Regions from separate parts of the Mus musculus genome. Here region 2 is linked to region 1. Evidence: chromatin contacts called from public promoter capture Hi-C data. All regions are on one chromosome and are shown on one strand. The core of a region is the stretch at or near the end of the contact, and the rest is flanking DNA. Distances in the headings are between cores, read along the strand shown.

What was found. Promoter capture Hi-C pulls out the DNA fragments that hold promoters and counts their contacts.
Region 2: a contact with region 1 is called in a promoter capture Hi-C map of second pharyngeal arch cranial neural crest, with 2.8 times the contacts expected there. The contact joins the enhancer-like site here to the promoter of Smap1 in region 1. A contact is called at or near these places in 5 of 39 promoter capture datasets (cranial neural crest, frontonasal cranial neural crest, hippocampal neurons and 2 more), 9 of 484 Hi-C or Micro-C datasets (cerebellar granule neurons, cerebellum, cerebral cortex and 6 more) and 2 of 115 datasets of contacts at active chromatin or transcription factors (forebrain and pancreatic cancer cells).

The regions. Positions count from the first base shown.
Region 1 is chr1:23,919,986-23,926,923 of GRCm38.p6, reverse strand. It overlaps Smap1 (small ArfGAP 1), which reads left to right and starts at 4,543. Exons shown (of 10, transcript NM_028534.3): 1 at 4,543-4,886. The coding sequence starts at 4,769.
Region 2 is chr1:24,235,339-24,242,276 of GRCm38.p6, reverse strand. It overlaps Col9a1 (collagen, type IX, alpha 1), which reads right to left. Exons shown (of 38, transcript NM_007740.3): 34 at 5,006-5,152; 35 at 4,781-4,835; 36 at 2,882-3,070. Among named protein-coding and RNA genes, the nearest start is that of Col9a1, 61 kb to the right of the region's middle. Within about 2 kb of position 3,151, at least 5 of the 459 cell types and tissues checked have an H3K27ac peak or open chromatin away from gene starts, as enhancers often do. A contact at or near this core is called in second pharyngeal arch cranial neural crest, where this site is marked.

The DNA.
Region 1 (6,938 bases), core at 3,294-5,793:
TTCCCACTTTTATATATAGCTACAAGAACATATAGCATTGTGTACACACTATGAATTTTATATCATTGGCCCCTTCAGTCTATCTTATGGGTGTGGAGAGCTTTTGGGGCCCCCTTGGCAGGAATCTGACTTTGGGACAGGACAAGGAAGTAAGTTCAAGCAGGAATCTAATTTTAGGCCAGAACAGGGAAGTAAGTTCAGGCAGGAATCTAATTTCAGGGAAGAACAAAGAAGTAGGCTTCAGGCAAGAATATTACTTTGGGCTAGGACAGGGAAGTGGGCTCAGGTAATCCTGATTAGCCCTTAGAAACAGTGATCTTGGGACTTTGTTTATTGCCTTGCTTGTTCCTTAACTATTTGAGTTTATTGTCTTGCTTGTTTCTTAACCTAGAACTGACCTTATTACTTGCATGCAATTAAAATGGTATAAAAGCAAATTCGGAAAAAATAAATCTGCCTCAGGCTCAGAACTGGCTGGGGTCATGATGCAGTGTTGTCTAACTGCCTTTTTTCTTTTTTATCCTCACTCCTGTGCTGGAGAACCTGTTGACTGACTAAGCTGGCTTGGCCATATGGGTTATTCACCCGTGGTGAATTTGGAAGGTCTTCTGCCTTCTAAATACTTAAAGTGCTAGGCAGAGTTTTTAGAGGGCAGAGAAACCTTAAAAATAGTACTTTGTACCTGGTTAGTGCTAGACTAACTTTCCCCAAAGGCCCTTTTTATTTACTATCTAAACTGAGGAATCAACTGCCCACTGTGTTGAGATAGGACTGTTTTATCTGGCTTCCCAGGCCTTCCCTAATATTACCAGACTTTATCTATCCAACCTCATCTCCCATTCCTCCCTATGTGGCACCCCTGTGCTCCTCTATGCTCCCCAAGCTACCTGACAGTTTTTATGTTTTCGTGTATATATCTCTTCCTCGATATTTCCCTCCCTGGGAACTTGAGTCAGTTTTCATTCTGTTTACTGAGACAAACTCCCAGGTCCTCCTGGTTATTTCTCAGAACTGTGCAGCTTCTGCTTTGATTTCTGGATGTGCGGAGCATCTCTGTGACAGCTTGTTAGGCTCTGGGATGGGTCTTTCCAGGATCCTGGCCTGGTATTCAGGAATGAAATAAAATCCTATACAAAATTGAAAAAGTAGCAAGGACACTTAAATAAAAGCAAAACAATAGAAATACTGATTAGAATACAGTGCATGAGAATAGTGGGCCACATGAATGAGGATCCTCAAGGGCTCCAGTTAGTATTTGAACTTTTTTTTTTTATGGGATTCAAGAGGAAGAGGATTTTGTTACTAAGGATAAAGTTTGTGTAGGCTTTTTCTCACTGCACATGTCACTTCCCATAATACGACCAATTATGTTAATATGCATGCCCAATTATGCATTGGCATAAGATGTTAAATAAGAGATTCTTCCTAAAAGTTCACTTAGAGACATGGTTTGCCTTATTGTGCATGTACCGAAAACTTGTTCAAGCTGGATAGTCCCCTGCCCTTACCCAGACTGTCTTAGTTAGGATTTCCATTGCTGAGACGAGGAACCAACCAACATGTCGGTTCACCACCTGTTGTGGGAAATATTATAAAAGACCCGCAAAGTTCCCATGCTACTGCCTGCCAGCTGTCTCTAGCTAGCCCCTGCAGGGATTGACCACTGTGTACCCAGCTCTGGTTTGCTTGTCTCTGGAGCCATTAGTTCCCTTTCTGCCATAAACCCCTGTAGTTGACGGTCCCACATTTCAGTAACCCAGTAAATAAAAACCCTGGAAGCTTATAATTAACAAGTCAGATTTATGTATCAATAAATTCTCAACTCGTAAGATGTCAATACAATAATTTCAGAACCAATTGATAATGATAAAAGCTGCCCACCTAGATTAAACAAATTATCCCAATTATTCTATCCTTTATGATATCATAACTACCAGTGGCTAATTAAAGCCATGCTGTTTCAGGTTCTTCTTCCTGTCTATCTGCTTCTATCTTGGCCCTTTTTCTCTCCATAGAAGCTCTCTGTCTCTGCAACTCTTAGCTTCTCCTCTCTTTCCCTGTACAATCACTGGCCTTCTGCATCACACTCCTGTTAGTGTGATTTGACAGGAAAAATTCTGTCACACATCATGACCAAAGAAACTCTTATAAGGGACAACATTTAATTGGGGCTGGCTTTCAGGTTCGGAGGTTCAGTCCATTATTATCATGGCAGGAATCATGGCAGTGTCCAGGCAGACATGGTGCTGGAGAAGGAGCCAAGAGTTCTACATCTTGATCCAAAAGCAGTCAGTAGAAGACTGACTTCCAGGCAACTAGGAAAAGGGTCAAAGCCTACTGCAACAGTGACAAACTTCCTCCACCAAGGCCACACCTCCCCGGGCTAAACATATTCAAACCACCACATTTACATTATGACTCATAAAAGTAGCAAAATTATAGTTATAAAGTAGCAACACAAATAATTTTATGGGTGTGTGTGGGGGTCATCACAACATGAGGAAATATATTCAAGGGTTGCTTTACTAGGAAGGTTAAGAACCTCTGTTCTAGTGGAGAGCACCACAGCCACGAATATGTGGGCAGTGCAAAAAAAAAAAAAAAAAAAAAAAAAAAAAAAAAAACGATCTAGTGACCTCAAACCTCAAAACCGCAACACACACACACACACACACACCCCTCAGATCAGAGGACATTAGGTTGAGATAGGGTTGTAGAGGAGGAGTATGTGGTGGGAGATACAATAAAAATGCATTGTATGTATGAAACTCTTAAGGAATTAATAACTTTTGTTTTTAAAGGGAGTCTCTCTCTCTCTCTCTCTCTCTCTCTCTCTCTTCCAGGTTGCTAAACTACATTTTCGGTGTTTCCTGCCTCATCTTGTTGTCATAATGTGGTGGTTTGATGAGACTATCTCCCATAGGCTGAGATGTTTGCATAATTGGTCCCTAGTTAGTGACACTGTTTGGGTAAGTTTAGGAGGCATGGCCTTGCCGAGGCAGTATGTCACATGTGTAAGGTTTGAGTTGTAAAGCCTTTCTGTGTTCCCAGCATGCTCTGCTTCCAAGATAGCCTCCAGCTTCTGCTCCAGTGACTGTGTCTTCTGCTCTCTGCCAATGCTTCCCTGCCATGATCCGCTTTTATGTCTTTGGAATCTTAAGCCCAAGAGGGATAGGTAGAGCGTATCACAGAGAATCCTGCTTCCTGCCATTCTTAGCATCTCTCCTACCTCAGGCCAGGGCTATGTTTATTCTACTTACATAAGGCCCACACATAGTATTGCTCATACTTACTACACAGCAAGCCGAATCACTCCAACTGTTTCACTGAGTTCAACCTTAGTAAACCTGATGGGCTATCATCGAGAATGTCTTCCTTTTTAAAACTGTCTTTCCTTGCAGGGAAGAATGTCGTTTACATTGTGTTATGTAGGAACATCTTCTGAAACACACTGTCAGTTTCAGAAGCCTTGTGCTTGGCCTTCTTGCAAAGGACCATCACAGCTGGGCCTGTTGACTATTTATGTTCCACCATAGGGAGGGTATATGGAGACTTATGGAAGGGAACCCCTACCACACTATTCAGTCACTGTTGTATGTGGTTCTGCCCTGCTTGTATCTGGTCTCAGGGAGGGGCTAGAGGATATACCTGGGGGAAGATGGAGGGAGGGAATTCCATGTCAGGTTCCTAAGGACCATCATCCTTGCTATGTGCAGACCTTCCAGTGTGGCTATTCTAAGGTCATCTATGCTCCTATCCATACCCCTTACCAGTTGCTCTTTAAGCCTAATAAGCTCATTGGTTCTCCTGGGTGAACTTTGTTGGAATTATACCTAAGTTTGTCTTTAGGATCTTACGAGAAGGAACAGGCTTAAGTTTCTCCCAGGGAAGGGATCCTAGCAGCACACAATTTCTTAAAGTGACATCCCTTTAATAATTCACTTTTTGATCACTTTCCCTCTTCCTAGGCGGGGTATATTGCCTGGTTTTAACTCTTCCACTTGTAGCATGGCCAAGTGACTTGACTGTTTTGCCTCATTTTCCTGTATATGAGATTATCAATATTGTTGAGGGAGGTAGGGTTTATTACGTTACCTCTCCCCCCCAAACATGTCTATTTTCCTCTAAAACGTAAGACACTTTTAGCCCCATTTCATTCCATCCGCTTCTAGTATACCGTTTCCAAACTCCCGATGCACACACATGGGATGCATCTACCCATTATAACTATATATATATAACTATAATTTGGACATTTCCAGTGCTGTGTACACAAATGCAAAGACTGTGAAAAATGCAAAGACTGTGAAAGTCGCTTCCCGGTAAAAAAAAAAAATTCTTCCACTTTCAGGTCTCTAGAGGCTTCAAGCGACGATCAGGTGTCAAGAGTGGGGAATCTCGCCCCGGGGAGCGTCAGACGCTTCTCTGGAATCACCTTGGGAGTCTCCCGGCACGCGGGCAGCTGGGCGCATGCGCAGCGCCCAGCGCTGCGTCCTCCCGGAAGCGGCGGCTCTTCCCGCCCCGCCCCTCGCCGGCTCGGGCGGAGCGTGCGGCGGGCCCGGCGAGGAGGCGGGACACGTCGGCGCTGGCTCGGCCGCCGCCGCCCCTCCTCCGGTTCCAGCCGCCGCCGCCACCGCCGCTGCCGCCGCTTCCTGGGCCGAGTCCGTCCGCGGCCCCAGCGGCGTCAGGTGCCCTCGCCCGCCCGGCCTCGCCAGCGCCGTCCGCCCGTCCGCTCGCCCGCGTCCGGGCCCGCCGCCCCGCCGCCGACATGGCGACACGCTCCTGTCGGGAGAAGGCTCAGAAGCTGAACGAGCAGCACCAGCTCATCCTGTCCAAACTGCTGAGGGAGGAGGACAACAAGTACTGCGCCGACTGCGAGGCCAAAGGTAGCGCGCGGGCTTGGTGGCCGCTCGGCCGGGGCCTCCTGCGGCTGTGACCTTCCCACCCTCCGCGGCGTCTCGTCCGCGCCGGCTCTCCCGGGAGGGCGGGCGGCCTCTGGCTCTCGGCTAGCACGGAGGTCGCGGCCTCAGCCTCCGGCTCGGAGCCGGCGTCGCGCCGCTGCCACCGCCTTGGGCCGCCGGCTGGGCGGTGCTGATAGGGCTGTGGGAGCCCTCCTGCCTCAGCCTCAGCGACTCCGTGGGTGGAGTCGCCCTTAGGTCCCTGTCCTCTTGGCGACCCTCCCTTCCTCCCACGAGATCGCGTCGTCCTCCCTTTCCCCAGTGGTGCGGTGTCCCAGATGGAGCCCTACCTGCCTGCCCACCTGACAGCTCTTGCACAGGGCGTTTACTTCTGTTTCTGAAAAAGAACAGTGTTTTGGGGTGGTTTGAGATGTCACTGCATAACATAATCGAGATAGGGTTTTCATTATTTGTGTATACTATGTATAACACACACACACACACACACACACACACACACTCACACTCTCTTATTCTGGATGTTATAGTGTCCTAAGGAAAGTGTGTTATGTTCATAAAGAGTTCAGTCGTTAGATTCCCCCAGACGACCCATTGGCGAATTTGTGGACACTGGTCTGTCCACTTCATAAATGTGGAAGGTGCATTTTAAGATACTGAGAAGAAGAAGAAGAAAAAAAAACCCCACTATTTTTAGTTCAGGTGGAGGTTTCTGCTTGAGCCTTTGAAATAGATAAATTATTTTTAGCTGATAGTTTTTGTTTGGAGATGTGGTTTATTTCTAATGTAAGTAATATCATGGAGAGTAATGGAGATTTAAAAATCCTACTTCTATGTAGTTAGGAAAATGTACATTTGATTTTTCTCTGGGAAATAGGTAGTTGCTGGGAGCAGAGACAGCCATTGTGAGCGAGGATTAAGATTTCTGCATTATTTAACTACTTTTCTAGAGTTTTTACTGTTTTCTCTCAACACTGAGCAAAAGAGTCCATTGCAGTAGGCTGGGTTATATGTGAATAAATTAAGTCTCATAACATCAGCATCATCTCTCTGTCATAACAGCTACTTCCTTACTGGGCGAAATCACATGTACACACTTTAATTGGGATTTTTATGAAGCACTTTACAGCATTATAGTAACTTGACTGTGAGGTTATCCCATGTAATCCTTAGGCAAGGCATTTAAAAGAAAAGGCATGCCTGATTTTTGTAGTAATATTTATTTGCTTGCTTGGTACTTGATTCTTGCATGTGGTTATTAGGAAATAGTGTTCTGTATTGAAGCTCAGTCACTCTCTTATCTTTTTACTTGTAAAACACTTAAAAAAAATAGGTTATTAGAAGCTAAGAAAAGGAACAAGGGCCAGAGTTAGTTTATGTTTCATCACCTTGAGTCCTAACACAGTTAAGTAAAGACTCTGGTCTGGGAAGCTGTGGCTAAAGAGCATCCAGGGCTGCAGAGATGGTCTAGGGTCAGAACACCGGCTGCTCCCGAGCCACATAGCAGCTCTCTCTGTAACTCTAGGAACAGCAGGTCCCAGGCCCTCTGCTGGCCCCTGTAGCCACCAGGCATGCAGATGGCACAGAGACATGAAAATTCATACACATTTGTAAAAGAATTATGTAAGTCAATGTAAGCCAATAATTTCCTTTCATGAATAGAAGTAACTTAAAAGATTCAAATTTCTTTCTCCAAAGGGGTACTGCAATCAGATTTTCAGATTTTCACTAAATGTGTTAACCTTTTTTTTTTTTTTTTCTGTTTTTGGGAGATGGAAAGAAAGCAATTACGTTCTTCTTTAATTGGGTAAAGAAGTTTTACTTCTGAACAGTAGGCAACATTTGTTTTGATCACTTTTGTGTAACCGCGTGAATCCAGTCCATGTATGTGGAATGAATAGCTTTTTATTTTGCTCTTGTTTAGTCACTTAATTATGAATTTTCTCTTTTCTTGAGAAGTGGGAAAAGTGGGATAGTCTAGTATCAGTAGTTCAAGGGCTCCACTGGAAGGCCATGGGCTCT
Region 2 (6,938 bases), core at 1,902-4,401, 320 kb before region 1:
AAATGCTAAAAAGCAATTACGAGACAGTTGACTGAACTTAGGGTATCAGCAACTGCAGAACAATGAATATTGCAAAGCATTCACACATAAATTATATTTATACATATATATATATATACACATACATATATATATTCTTATGTTCACACACACAGAGCATTCTCATGGCTCTCTGAATATTATTTATTTCATTTTTATTTTTCACAAGTTGTAACTGATGCTCTGCTGCCCTAAGAGCCGATTAATATGGGAGAAAAAAAGTGAGTCAGTTATAACACGTATCTTCTCACACCTTCATTTCCATGCTGTCTCACATCTGTTTGACTCACACTAAAATGTCTAAAACTGCACGGCCTTACACAAAGGAGTTTAAAATTAATCCTAACCACGAACATTTAAAAATAAGGCTTAAGGACTGAACCGCTAACAGCACAGAGCCACTCTGCTGTCTCTCTCGTGAGTTCTGCCCCACCATGCATGCAGAGAGTACATGCAGCAGGACACTGGTCCTGCATGTGTGCAATTACACATATTATGGTGTCAGGGAGAACTATTCATGAGGGCTAAGCTGCTACGTATGGGGACTGAATACCACACTACATTGGTGCGCATCCACAGGGGTGGGTATGTGCGGAAGATGGATTTGGGGACTGGGAACAGCACAACACAGCTCTTATCCAAAAGGTCTGTTTCCCAAAGCAATATCAACAGCTAAACAATGACTAAGACATAGCAAAAACTTTGTATTTCTTAACAAGTCTTATTTTCTGAGAAAAGACCCACAGTGACTATATGATAAAGTGAGCCTCATCTTTTTATCAGGTAATAGTGGGGAAAGAGAGCAGCCATGCTGAACTATCTCAGTTCCTTAAGGACTCAAACTTTAAATTTCAACAGGGTAGACTGTGTTCCCTTGGGGGAAATTTTGAGCTGCAAACTTCTGAATAATAAAAAACGATGTTTTCATTAATAATTTCTGTCCTGTCTGAGGTAGGATATAGCCAAGGTCAGTTACCTAGAATTGTGTTTCTAGATTGATTGTAGTGTTAATGGATAAAGAAAATTCAGTTATGCTGCCTGCCTCCATCCAGGTTTCAGAAGTAGGAAAGCTTTATGAGACCTTTATGAAAAGGCGGATTTCAGTGACTCCACAGAGGAAGGAGGGATGGAGCCTTGGGAGAAAGGTGATGTATCTGCACAGACTGTGCTGTGGATACCAAAGAAGAACCAGGAGGAAACACTGGAATTGATGAATGAATCCTGTGCTAGAGGTCTCTTCCAGGTTCCAAATGCAGAAATACACTTTTCTTAGATGCGGTTCTTCTGCTAGAATCCTGCTACAATCCTGGCTACATGTTAAAAGCCACCTGGGGGATATTGAAAGACCCCGAAGCCTGGGCCAATTAATTCTAAAACTCTCGACATGGGGCCCATAACCTGGATTGCTCATAAAACTCTCAGGATGATTCCTTGTACAGTGAAGGCTCAGTGAGGTGGCCCCGTAGACTTTCAGGACAGCAAGGAAAACAGACCTTCAAGCTGGCTGGAGAAGAGTTTCCTTGCTGGAACAAAGTCAAGATCTGAACCAAATACTGATTTGCAAAACAAAAACAGGGATGTGATTTCTGTGACCCCATTTTGATGCCCCTGGTAGGAGCACAAGTTGTCCAACCAACTCATTAACCCATCCAAACCAGTGCATTTTATTAATCATGGTTTTCAGAGTGGTCAGCACGACTTATAGGGTTACCTGGCACAGAGTGCTGAAGTAGTAGCTAAAAAGGTCAAAGATGAACAGGCACGTGACACTTCCTGACAACCCCTTTCCCTCTCCCTTTCATCTCTCCAGCCTTACAAGACTCCCAATTAGAGACCATTTTTAACACGCAACTCTGCACATGCCAAAAAAAAAAAAAAAAAGTAATTAAATAAATTGTTCCAACTGAGGTTGTAGTTAACCAACCACATCGGCAGCTCATTTATAGATTCAAAGAGGCAGCTGACTTGACCTCTGACCCTGACCATTCACACCATTTATTCCTAATTGGAACACCACAATGTTTAAAACAATGTTGTGAAGGGGGTCTCTTGTTTTTTGTCACATCTTTCTAAAGGTCCCCAGAGAGCTGTCAGTTCAACATAGAAACCCCTCACTTTACTTAATTCTCCGTAAATTATCCAGAGCATGTACACACCGTCACCGGCAAACTCACCGCAGCTGGCAAATGCCATCTGAGGCACCCAGTCGGTTCTGCAGAATGTCTTGCATGCTCTCTCACAAACCTAGGTTTCCTTTCGGTTTTGCAAACTTGCCTGCATACAGCACTTGACTTGCTTTAAAAGAAAGAGGTCAGACTCCAAAATGAAAGAAGGAGTTAAGTAGGATTGCAACCTGGGGCTGAAAATAAACGCCCATCAAAATCATAGCTATAATGCTAACTTTTGAAAGAGGAGAGGGGCCATGCCGCTAATCCCTGACATAATGAGCATTCATATGGCCTGTACCTACACTAGTTTCACAGACACAAACATCTTTAGCTGCTGGTTTAAGAAAAGCCCTACAGTAACTTTAGACTCTCAGAATTCTCCATGGTTCTCTGAGCTTGGGTGCAGACCACACAACTAAAGAAATCCAACACTGTGTGTGTCTTGTACCTGGCAAAATAGCTTACTTTTGGGACAGAGAGATGGTTCCACGATTACAAAGAGTATACGCTGTTGTGAAAGGCCTGAGTTTAGCTTCTATCACTCACAAACTTATGCACAACTCCAGCTCAGAGGGGCAGGGTTTGATGCCCTCTGCTGGACTCCACCGGAACCCCACATGCATACACACATACACATAATTAAAAATAAAATAAAACTTAAAAAAAAATCTTACCTTTAGGTCCTCTTAAGCCAAGAGCACCAGGGGGACCCTTAATGCCTGGGAGACCACGGATTCCCATCTGACCAGGGAAACCATTCTCTCCAGGGGGGCCCGGAGGCCCAGGGGGGCCAGGCCTCCCAGGAAGACCAGAGGCTCCTGTGTCTGGTCTCTTGAGGCTGGCTGCCATTTCCGCAAAATGCTCTGCAAGACAATAAACAAACAAACAAAAAAACCATAAGTCACCATCACAACATTGGCTTGAATGAAGAAAATGATATGCCCAGTGGCCTTTATATCAATGTGGCATCAGGAAAGAAATGAAGCTTAGTGTTTTCCACCGGCTTCCAACCAGGAAGCTTCATCGGAGTGTCTTTTCCTGAGCTTGCCCTGGATCTCTCTGGCCCTGCTGTTTTGAGACACGGTGGCAAGAGGGTTAAATTCCAGGGCTTTGAGAGGCATGGTGGTCCAGTAACTTGGAGTGCCCCTGAATCCTATCTGGTACTAGGTGAAACCCACAGAAGTCAAAGAAAATGAGTTCTTATCATAGGTGGAAGTGTTGTCTTGGACCTTTTCAAAACCCATCATTCAAAGTTAGGGTTCAGACACTCTTTGAGACGAAGCATCAAAACTAAAAGCCTTTTTAGTTCAAAGCAATTCTATAGCCTGAAATATCATGAGAATCCATGGCTTCTAATAGATCCTTCCCCTCCAGTTTACTTTCATGCTTGGAACAGATAACAATCATTAAAAGTAACCTTCCTTGGGAATGGGCACAGTTTGTCTTAAAGTTTTAATAACCCTGGGGGCTTCTCACATACATTCAGGATCAGTAGCTGAAGCTGTGGAAGGCAAGAAAATCCATCCCATTAAAATGCTCTGAGGCAAATGCTCTAGTGCAACACTGTTTTTAAAGCTTTAGGGTGTGAAAGGGAACCTGAGTGGGAAACACATTTTTATCCAACAGTTTAAAAAACTCTTTAAATATGACTACTGTGAATTCCTTAACTTAGTAAGCACAGAATTATAAATTTGCAGATATGTTAGTAATGCTTAAAACTCAGAGAGCATGTGCAGTGAAGAGATTTATATTGGTTTCCAAATATAGAAACATTCATTTCATTCTCATCCGGTTCTAGAAAATTCTACAAGTCTGCTAGACAAACGGGACTATTGGCACATGAAAAACAAGCGTTTCTTCAAGACACAGTTATGCCATCATAAGAGGGTTTTCTGTTGCGGGTCACGATGTTATAGTGTCTCCTCAGTTTGGGGATATTTTTGTGCATATTCATTTTCTATGTGGTTTTATAACTAGGCAAACTGTGATATGAACAATGACTTCCATAGCCGCAGATAAATTTAGATAAGATTAACAAATGAGGGAAAACATCACCGTTTCTGGAAAGCCTCTAGTTGTTGCTTTTTAAAACTCACCTACTACATGGGTATAGATACTGTCCTTAAGCCACAACGAGTGGGCATGTGGGTGTGTGGGCTTGTGGGCATTTGACTGTCACTTTGTTCTCACATGATTTGGAGAGGCCTGAGGACAATGCCAGATACACACTAAATAGTAGCAACCTAAAGAGGGGGGATACCTGAGAAGTTGTGTTGCAAGGGAAAATATGTCTGCATATGCATTTTTCTTTTGTAAGTTACCCTCCCTGTTGGAATTGGGTGAGTGAGACACAGACTCGGGCCTGGATGGATAGTAGAGAGAAGGCTAAGACAGAAAGGTCGTTTTTAATTGTAAGGCTGTGGGTGTGAACACTTTCGTGAAACAGAAATGGTATTAACATTACTCAACATCTCCCACCTTTAAAGCGATTGTTACTTACACACCTACAGAAATAAAAGCTTAAAAAGCAAGAGCAGATAGTGGGAATGTTCAACCCGCTGCAATTTATTTACCTTGCACGACTCTCATGCAAACCTGCTTGATGTGCTGGTCGGTCGGCGCTCTGCCCTGGGATGAGAAAGAAAAAGGCAGGTCATACTTACAAGTTTAAAGAGGACATTGTTGTACTATAAAGACAGACATCACAGCAGGTGGCTCAGCTGATGAGACAGTTTTCCACTTGGCTGAGATTGGTGGGGCTACCAATAGGAAACCATGGGATGTATCTGCCCACTCACCGGAGGGCCCTGGATACCAGGCAGCCCAGTGGCACCCTGATCTCCCTGCATGCCCCGGGGTCCAGGTGGTCCTCTTGGTCCTTCCACTCCAGGAAGCCCTCTGATTCCTTCAGGCCCCCTCAGACCCGGCTCCCCGGGGTTACCCACCTAGAACAAACAGTATACTATAAAACCAGGGCTAGACATCAGCAAAGTTCTGTTTAGCATCAATATAAATATTTAGGTGGGATTTTAGGTTTCCTACAATTTGTATTTCTAAGTGGTGCTCGTTCAGAAGTTATCTCAAGTGCTAACACATATTACCATTGAATATGGGTACCAGCCACTTAGAATTCCAATGTAAGAAAACTTATAAATTTTTTTTATTATTTTGAAATCTCCATTGAAATAAGATATATTTAAGGTCTCATTTGCTATACTGTAAGCTGTTTCATATTTCATAAGAACAAGTCAGTGGTTTGAGTTTTCTCATTCTGATTTTGGGCCTTGCCCCTCCTGAGTACATGTTCTACCACCAAGTTACAGCCCAGTCCAAGCGAGTTGATTGTTCATTTTGTTTGGTGTGTGTGTGTGTTTGGGGGACACACACAGAGGTCAGAGGACAACTTTTGGGGAAGTGTTATTCACCTTCCTAATGCTACAACCTTTTAACTGTTTCTCATGCTGTGGTGACCTCCAACCATAAAATCATTTCCATTACTACTTTGGAATGGTAACTTTTTATTGCTATGAGTCATAATGTAAATATCTGATATGCAGGGGTGGTGAGCCACGGGTTGAGAACCTCTGCTTTAGGGGTTTGCTCTCACACTTCTCTCTTTGAGACAAGATCTTTTTGCTGCTTCATAAGCTAAGCCATCTGGCCCATGAGTTTCTGGAGAGTCCCCTGTTTCTGCCTCCTGTTTCCCATTGGCATGATGGGACTGCAGACACTTGCTCTACTGTGGCCAGCTTTACATGACATTTGGAGATCTGATCTGAGATCATGTCCTTTGCATGGCAAGTCCTTTCACCCCCTGAGCCATTTCTTCAGCCTGTCATTGAAGAATTTTTTTTTTGGTAGGGGTTGATAGCATTTTCTAGCAATAAGAAGGCTTCCTCCAAGTAAAAGATTTCCTCCAAGATATGCAATTTGAATATAAAACTGCAACAGGTCAGGAATATAAGTTATTCAGCTTTTCTAAGATGTTTTTGGTGAACTTGAAGACACTAATTATAGCCAAGAATTACAAAATGCTAACATAGACTAAGCCAGTACATTCAGCATACTATCTTGAAAGTGAAGCACTAAAAAGGGGGCAACTTTACAGTTTAAAGTGATAAAGGAAATTAAAACCTAAATATTAAAGAAGTTAGCCAATAAGCCACTCGCTTCCTCAGGACAAAAGTGTGCCCACAAGATGGACTAGGTGGTTTCTTTCCCTGAAAGTAGTCCACTAAACGCATTTTTAAAGTCATCATACTTTAAATAACTGCTTTTAAAAGGAGAACGCATTAATCCAGTCTTTTGTGACACTAGAATTCATTAGAATTTATAGCAAAGCAGCTACAATGTACCATTGCTCACAATAAGAATGTGCAAGGACTGGAGGAAGTTGGGCAAAGATAAGTCTCTCTTAAGTGTAGACTGTTCACCAGGTGGCTTCGTCCTGCCTCTTTTTTCTCCTGTGCAGCATCTGTGTGAAGCCACCTCTTTCAAATATTCAACTGTTTTCAGTCCAAGGGAAGAAGTAAAATATACTGCCAAACAAGGCTTCGCAAGCTTTCTCAATCTTGCTTTATGATGAAAAAAAAATTATATCCATCCAAGTCAGCTTGACAAGATTGCCTCTACACAGAAATTACAACTTAAAAGACTTCCTGGAAAGCAGCATCAACAAAGAGAGCTTAGGAGACACCAACGTGGCTGGGGAAACGTCAGGTTCCCACAGTG